Linked DNA regions of Salmo salar: region 1 is linked to region 2. The links are chromatin contacts, called in public Hi-C maps. All regions are on one chromosome and are shown on one strand. The core of a region is the stretch at or near the end of the contact, and the rest is flanking DNA. Distances in the headings are between cores, read along the strand shown.

Evidence for each region. Hi-C and Micro-C count contacts between places; a contact is called where the count stands out from the background.
Region 1: a contact with region 2 is called in a Hi-C map of muscle, with 2.7 times the contacts expected there. The contact joins the promoter of ghrl here to the promoter of LOC106565546 in region 2. A contact is called at or near these places in 2 of 3 Hi-C or Micro-C datasets (gill and muscle).

What each region holds. Positions count from the first base shown.
Region 1 is chrssa12:66,103,922-66,107,767 of Ssal_v3.1, forward strand. ghrl (ghrelin/obestatin prepropeptide) reads left to right here and starts at 1,810. Exons shown (of 5, transcript NM_001139585.1): 1 at 1,810-1,833; 2 at 2,013-2,158; 3 at 2,298-2,393; 4 at 3,229-3,340. The coding sequence starts at 2,045. It overlaps ccdc174 (coiled-coil domain containing 174), which reads right to left and starts at 961. Exons shown (of 10, transcript XM_045691652.1): 1 at 581-961; 2 at 230-493; 3 at 1-94. The coding sequence starts at 49.
Region 2 is chrssa12:65,941,577-65,945,313 of Ssal_v3.1, forward strand. It overlaps LOC106565546 (scm-like with four MBT domains protein 1), which reads right to left and starts at 2,312. Exons shown (of 20, transcript XM_045691649.1): 1 at 2,197-2,312.

The sequences.
Region 1 (3,846 bases), core at 560-3,059, 160 kb after region 2:
CTCCTTGGGTGGGTTGGGGGAGGAGCTCTCTCGCTCTCTCATTGGGCATGATTCTGGGTCAAATCCACCAGGAAAAATCCCTCTGTCTCCTCATCTGACACAATGGAAAAGAGGACTGTAATTCCAATGCGAGAAATACAAATGGCCTATGCAGGGCCTTCACATGGCAAACTTACATACAGAATATGACAGCATTAATTGACCAGTGTAACAAATTACAAAACTATACCAGGAAAGTGTCCTTTGGTCATCTGCACATACAGTTTAGCTTTCTCTTCTAGCTTGCAGCTGTGGACAAAGAGAGACATGGCAAACAGCAATGAGCTCTAATAGAAGGCAGTGATGGTGTATAAAATATGTTGTCGGTGTGAAGTACATCACTTTGTACTCCCTTTGCTTTGTCAAGGTTGTTCTCTTCCTCTGCCACCTGTTCCACATCTTTCTGTTCCTGAGCTGAAACACCCTCATTCTGTTTGATCCATACATTACGTTTCTACACAGTGACAATAACCCAATGAACGTTATGGAGGCGAAGTAGGTTGATTACGTGTCTCTGTACTGTACAAAGTTCAATACATACCTTGCTTTTGGGGGATTTGGCACTAGTCCCAGCATCTTGGCATTTTTCATGTTTGAATTGCTCTTGTTTCCTGTAGAGTTCAGCTTTGAGATCAACCAGCTGCTGAGAAAAGAGTATACTACAGTATCCTAGCTTGCTATGTGTTAGCGTGCTGGCTAGATAAGTTACCGGCGTTATCTAACCAGCTAGCTTTGGTTTACACACTGCTGACAGAAAATGTCACAATAATAATTATTGTAAACAGGTCAACGATGAAGCAGTCACTGCATATTGCTTTTTCTTTTTATCCATGGTTGTTAGATTTCGATATATTAGCTCAAAGTCAGCTAGCTAGCGAAAGGTAACCAATCTACAACTTCCGAAGCAGCCGTGTTGTTTGGGTCACGTGATAATTTAGGGGTAACTAGCTAAGTAGATTCAGGACTGCCACCTAGCGGTGTGGAGTAAGCAACTGGCATTCTTTAAAAAATATATTGATGCTTTCAATGTTGGCATAATTCGTTTCTGGTTATAATGGATTTAGGCTCTTGAACATGCAGTTATGTAATATATGTATATGTATATCAGACTGCAAGTATAGACAGAGATTGTTCTTTTACTATGTCTCAGGTATCAAATCAAATGTTATTTGTCACATGCTTTGTAAACAACAGGCGTAGACTAACAGTGAAATGCTTACTTACTGGTTCTTTTCCAACAATGCAGAGTTAAAAATAAAATATATATATATCTTATAACCATAAATATACCATTTCGATGCTTATAATGATGCACAACATTCTGCCCATTACAGCTGACAAAGAACGGAATAACTGAAAGTTGAGATAATGTGTTCTTGGCATATTTCAGTACATAGGACAGTGAATATGTCTATTGTAGACTCAGGAAATGCAGAATGTTTCTGTTGATGGACCAGCAAACAGTTGCTCAGGTATGGGTACACATTCTAAAAGGGTCTAAAGCCCACATGACAGTGTGGTGTCATCATAATGGTATGATTAAAGGTGATAATCAGCAAGAACATTTCTGTTATCAGGTTGCAACTGTGCTATTCTTGTTCTTTTATCTATTCAAACATTTGAACAATCCATCTATTGCCAGTTCCATCAACCATGACTGTATTTGCTTTAATGTGCAAACATGGAAGCAAATATGTGTTTGGATTCCAAATGTCTCAGAGGTAAATATCAGAATAGGTATATAAGGTGAAAAGAGGCCATAGTCCAACCATATCAATGTCAAAGGTATATCTGGTGAGTATAGCAATTCATTTTCAATAAATAAGATGTCAGGGGAGATTATATTTAGGTTTGGTATCTCGATTAATTTAAACACAAGCTAAATGTAATTTACATTGTGCCATAGGAATGCTTTGGGTAAAAGCATCACAATATACAGTGCTTTAAAATGTTGTTACTTTGTATTTGGTGAGTTCTCTCCACGAAGCTCAGACAGCCATCCATCATGCTACTGAAGAGAAACACAGGTCTCATGATACTGATGCTGTGTACTCTGGCACTGTGGGCCAAGTCAGTCAGTGGAGGGTCCAGCTTCCTCAGCCCCTCCCAGAAACCACAGGTAAGACAGGTAAGGTGTAGCAGACGTGTGTGTTTGTGAGTAAGGTTTATGAATTGTGTGTAAAATGTGTGTGAGTAATGTTATAGTAAATGTGTGAATAAGGTAGTGTGTAACTCACTGTCGTGGCCTGGCCCTGCAGGGTAAAGGGAAGCCCCCTCGAGTTGGTCGGCGAGACATTGAAAGCTTTGCTGAGCTGTTTGAGGGTCCCCTTCACCAGGAAGACAAACACAATACAGTAAGTGACACAAAGAAGGTTGCTGATGCACATGGATTTACCTCTTAAAAATAGGTAATCTATAAGTCTTTGCTAGGTAAAGCTCCGCCTTATCTCAGCTCACTGGTCACGATAACAACACCCACCCGTAGCACGCGCTCCTGCAGGTATATCTCACTGGTCATCCCCAAAGCCAACACCTCCCTTGGCTGCCTTTCCTTCCAGTTCTCTGCTGCCAGTGACTGGAACGAATTGCAAAAATTGCTGAACCTGGAGAATTATATTTCCTTCACTAACTTTAAACATCAGCTATCCGAGCAGCTAACCGATCGCTGCAGCTGTCCATAGCCCATCTGTAAATAGCCCATCCATTCTACCTACCTCATCCCCATATTGTTTTTATTTACTTTTCTGCTCTTTTGTACACCAGTATTTCTACTTGCACATCATCATCTGCACATCTATCACTCCAGTGTTAATTTGCTGAATTGTAATTACTTGCTACTATGGCCTATTTATTGCCTTACCTCCTCACGCCATTTGCACACACTGTATATAGACTTTCTTTTTTTCAATTGTGTTATTGACAGTACGTTTCTTTATTCCATGTGTAACTCTGTGTTGTTGTTCGTGTCGCACTGCTTCGCTTTATCTTGGCCAGGTCGCAGTTGTAAATGAGAACTTGTTCTCAACTAGCCTACCTGGTTAAATAAAGGTGAAATTAAAAAAAGGGTCTAAAATGGCTTTATTAACATATTGCTTATCCCTATCTATTGCTTTCAAAACTACATAACATGCCAAGGGATGTTAAGGGCTAGGTTTAATTTGGATACTGATCAGCTCTCCCTGTTCTCAGATCAAGGCTCCTTTTGAGATGGGCATCACCATGAGTGAGGAGGAGTTTCAGGAGTATGGTGCCGTGCTGCAGAAGATCCTGCAGGATGTCCTGGGAGACACTGCCACTGCAGGTGCCATGCGATGACATTTGAACTTACAAAAAGCACTACTACTCTAGTTGGATAGAGACAGTGGTGATTTTAGCCTGTAAATCTTGGTGGGGCAAACTCAACTTTTTATTTAATGCATACCAGCAAAGCCACTACACAACACTAAACAAGATATTAATTGCACTATAACGGTGACAAACGGTGCCCACAAACTGTTAGTGCCTACATAAAGCTGTCCCAACAGCAGAGTCCCAACAGCAGTCCCAACACCTTACCACTGCTACACCTGGTTATCAGCTGAGCCTTGTCTGTCAGCGAAACAGTTAATTCAGCCTCATTTGCTACATATTTTTTAAAAACAGCTGATATGGCTGACTTGCTTAAACAAATGTGGTTTCTACTGACAATTGAGATGTACATACTATTATACAAGGGAACGGATAAGAGGTAATGCGTAATTTCGAGTAAGACATTAATGAGCGAGCTAAGACAGACGTAGTCAATATAACTATCTGTTCAGTACTTTT
Region 2 (3,737 bases), core at 1,062-3,561:
AAGAATATGAAGCGAGGGCCAGCCAACGAGAGCATATAGGTCGCAGTGGTGGGTAGTATATGGGGCTTTGGTGACAAAACGGATGGCATGGCACTGTGATAGATTATTCAGCAAATTGGATGCAGTCTAACATAAATCATGTAGCAGATACAGGATATGGTAGAAAGAGTTTATGGCCTTTTCTGTAGCCTACAGGCTGGAGATAGACTGTATTGAGACTGACTTTTTACATCATGCAGGTTTCTCCAATCAAATAGCCTAACCTAAATGCTGCCCAATCAAATAAAAGATATGTTAACAAAAAAACAGGCCAGGTCAAAGTAAAATGGACAATATGGAATGGCCATTCACAACTGTTGTCCAGGAGTTTCACCCCATTGTCATGATCAGTGGTTTCAAGTTTGTATCTGTACATTTTTGACAAGCTGATCATGCGAAAAATAAAATAGTTCTGCATTTCCTGCTGTGTAAACACATTGCAAATAGGCTTACCATAACTCCTAAAAAGTTGGGTAGCTGGTATTCAGAGCTTAAAATAGCCAAATTGATTTATCACAGGAATAAGGACTAATAAAGCCAATGCAATGGCCTGTTTTACAAATGGTGCGCCTACCACATGGATGGGCATTCATAAAATTCCATTGTGGGTAAGACATGATAGACTACACCCAAGTAAACAGGAACCGACGTTTTTTGGTCCTGTTCGGATGTTCTTTTTTTGGTGTTTTACAAACTGTAGGCTTACCACTTATGCCGTCGCCGTTTGGACGTTTTTTTGTTGCAGTCTGGACCGGCCTTGATTTCCAAGGACAATGGTTTTTGGATAGACGTCTATGTTTGCTTCAGATTTGGTGCGGTCCAGACCAGCCTTGATTTCAACATCCACGGACATAGATTTTTGGTCCGGTCCGGATTTCAACGTGCGAAAAATACCTATTTTAAAAGTGTGGAAAATAGGTATTTTCAGCATACGGGAAACACGTATTTTATACTTTTATTCATAACCAGAAATGAACCTGACTTCAACATCCGGAATATATGTATTTTTCAACGTCCTGGAAAATACTTATTTTCCCCCATAATTCAGAACCTAAACTGGAAAATATTTTAGACGTCTTTTCAACGTCAAAGACCGGCCCTGCCGTTCTTTCAATTCAATAGACTGTCCATCTCTGTCCCTTTCTGTCAGGTGTGATCAGTCTCAGGAAGGATTAGTGTCCTGCTTAGTGCAGGTGCATCTGGCCTAGACCCATTCCTACCACACACAGCCTTCGATCAGCCTTTTGAGTTGTTGACATCTTTATTCATTTAAGGAGTCATTAACTGAACTCATCCTGAGAAATCCCTGCCTGACTCCATCCTCCGATAACGTCAACGTGACAAAGCAGTGATATCAAACGATGAGTGTGTAATTTCTAGGTTATAAACTGCCCTATCTATAGCATACTCTCCCGCCTGCAGTGACAGGTGTTCCCGCCAGTGGGTTAACGACGTCCCATCTCAGAAAAGGGGTTGGTTGACCATGGCGTGAAAAAACCAGCACAAACATGCTAAAGCCTGCCTACACATATGTTAATACTTTATGTTAGGTTGCTAAAATGGTTGTAATTAACAGTATAATTACTGTTTGCCACAGACTAGCGTGAAACCGTGTAATAGGCTACACTGTAAATTATTTTACAATGTTACATTAGACGCTTGCAATGATTCATCGCAAGCTAAACAACCATGAAATAAAACATATCTTGACTACAGAAAAAACTAGTCAGACTTTTCAGGGAAAGTTTGTGTTAGCATCAGCAATATGACAATCTGTTGACACAATCTTGCAGACAAGGGCGTCATGCGCCCAGCTCAACTTTAAATTCTATGTTGTGGTCGTGATCAAAATTGAATTCGCAACATTGAAAAGAGAATAACGCAACCTGGCGTGCCTCTGGCGGTTTTGCAATGTTGATCGTGGATATCAATCTGTGCAATGAAAATGATCGGGTGCGCGAAGCTTGCACACCGTTTCCACTGTTCACGAGCAAGTTTGCAGCTGAAATGTCAAGTATTAGTATGGCGCTGCGTACTCAATCGAGCACAACACAGCTTGACACCAGGAAAAAAACACACGTGAGCCACTAAGGCAGCTGAAAATACGTTTGCCCGTTAGCTAATATTTACAATGTACTAAGTATTGTATACACTTACGTGAATCTCAGCTTTTCCTAGTTTTTCCAAGTAAATTTAAAACGTCTCCCTCGCCTGCCTCTTGTTCTCTGCTTCCTTGCAATATGTCACAAACCTCAACTGCGCATGCTCGGTCATTCACTTTCTCAACCTGGGGCTGTCAAGAGGAAAAGGCGTCCCGCACGGATGGACTTGTTCATATATTTCAGCGATTAGAGGAAAAATATGAACATACTCTGCCCAAAACGTTGTGCTGTCTTTGTTTCAATTACAACAGCATATCTAGATCAATTCAAAAACAAACAACGACACGCGGTCAAGGATAAGCAAAAGAAAATAGACCTACACAGGCTGTCGTCGTGAGCCATGCAATAAAATGTATTTATAAAGCCCTTTCTACATCAGCCGATGTCACAATGTCAATGTGCTGTACAGAAACCCAGCCTAAGACTCCAAACAGCAAGCAATGCAGGTGTAGAAGCCACGGTGGCTAGGAAAAACTCCCTAGAAAGGCCAGAACCTAGGAAGAAACCTAGAGAGGAACCAGGCTCTGAGGGGTGGCCAGTCCTCTTCTGACTGTGCCGGGCAATAAATTATACAGCACACTAACTAGCTACCTAGTTAATGCAAACAATGCAATACCCTATCTTTTGACTTGTCTGCATCGAATTCTCTTTAGACTAAAGGCAACTTTTCATTTGTATGGTATATTTCTGTAGGCCAAAAGACTACGTTGGTTTAGACTCGGCAGGTAGGACTTAGATTCCATATGACTATAGACTTTTTTTTCTCTCGCAGGGTGGAGACTCAAGCAGTAATTAGGTCTGCTCCGTTTCCATGGCAACAGCACCAAAGACGCACTAAAGAATAGATGTGGGGTGGTGGGAAACTCGACGCAAATACTTTCATTGAATTTCCATTATTTATACTAGACAATATTCGCTGCCATCATGCAGAGTAAATTGGTAGATACATTACATTACATGTGCGTTCTACAAAACTAAAAATGTACTATTTTGCTATGTTTTTGACAATATGGGACGACAAGATGCCCTAATGCACAAGTATCTAATCTGGCCTAGGTTACAACAAAACAATCAGCCAAAATCCACCTGTAGGCCGTCATTGTAAATAATAATTTGTTCTTAACTGACTTGCCTAGTTAAATAAAAAATTAAATAAATACAACATACCTCTCAAGCATTACAAAACGTGCAGGTGAAACAGTGTTTTAGTGCTTGCTCCAATGACTAGACTTGCTCACACACAGGTAACTGCCAAAATAAAGGAAACACTTGAGTAAATGAGGGATACAAATTATACTGAAAGCAGGTGCTTCCACACAGGTGTGGTTCCTGAGTTAAATAAGCAATCCCATCATGCTACCATGGCTGAAAGAGGAGATCTCAGTGACTTTGAAAGAGGGGTCTCAAAAGGGGGTGTGTATATGAGATCTCAACCCAATTGAACACTTATGGGAGATTCTGGAGCGGCGCCTGAGACAGCGTTTTCCACCTTCTCGTGGAAGTATGTGGCCGCATCCAATGTTCCCTAGTTTTTTT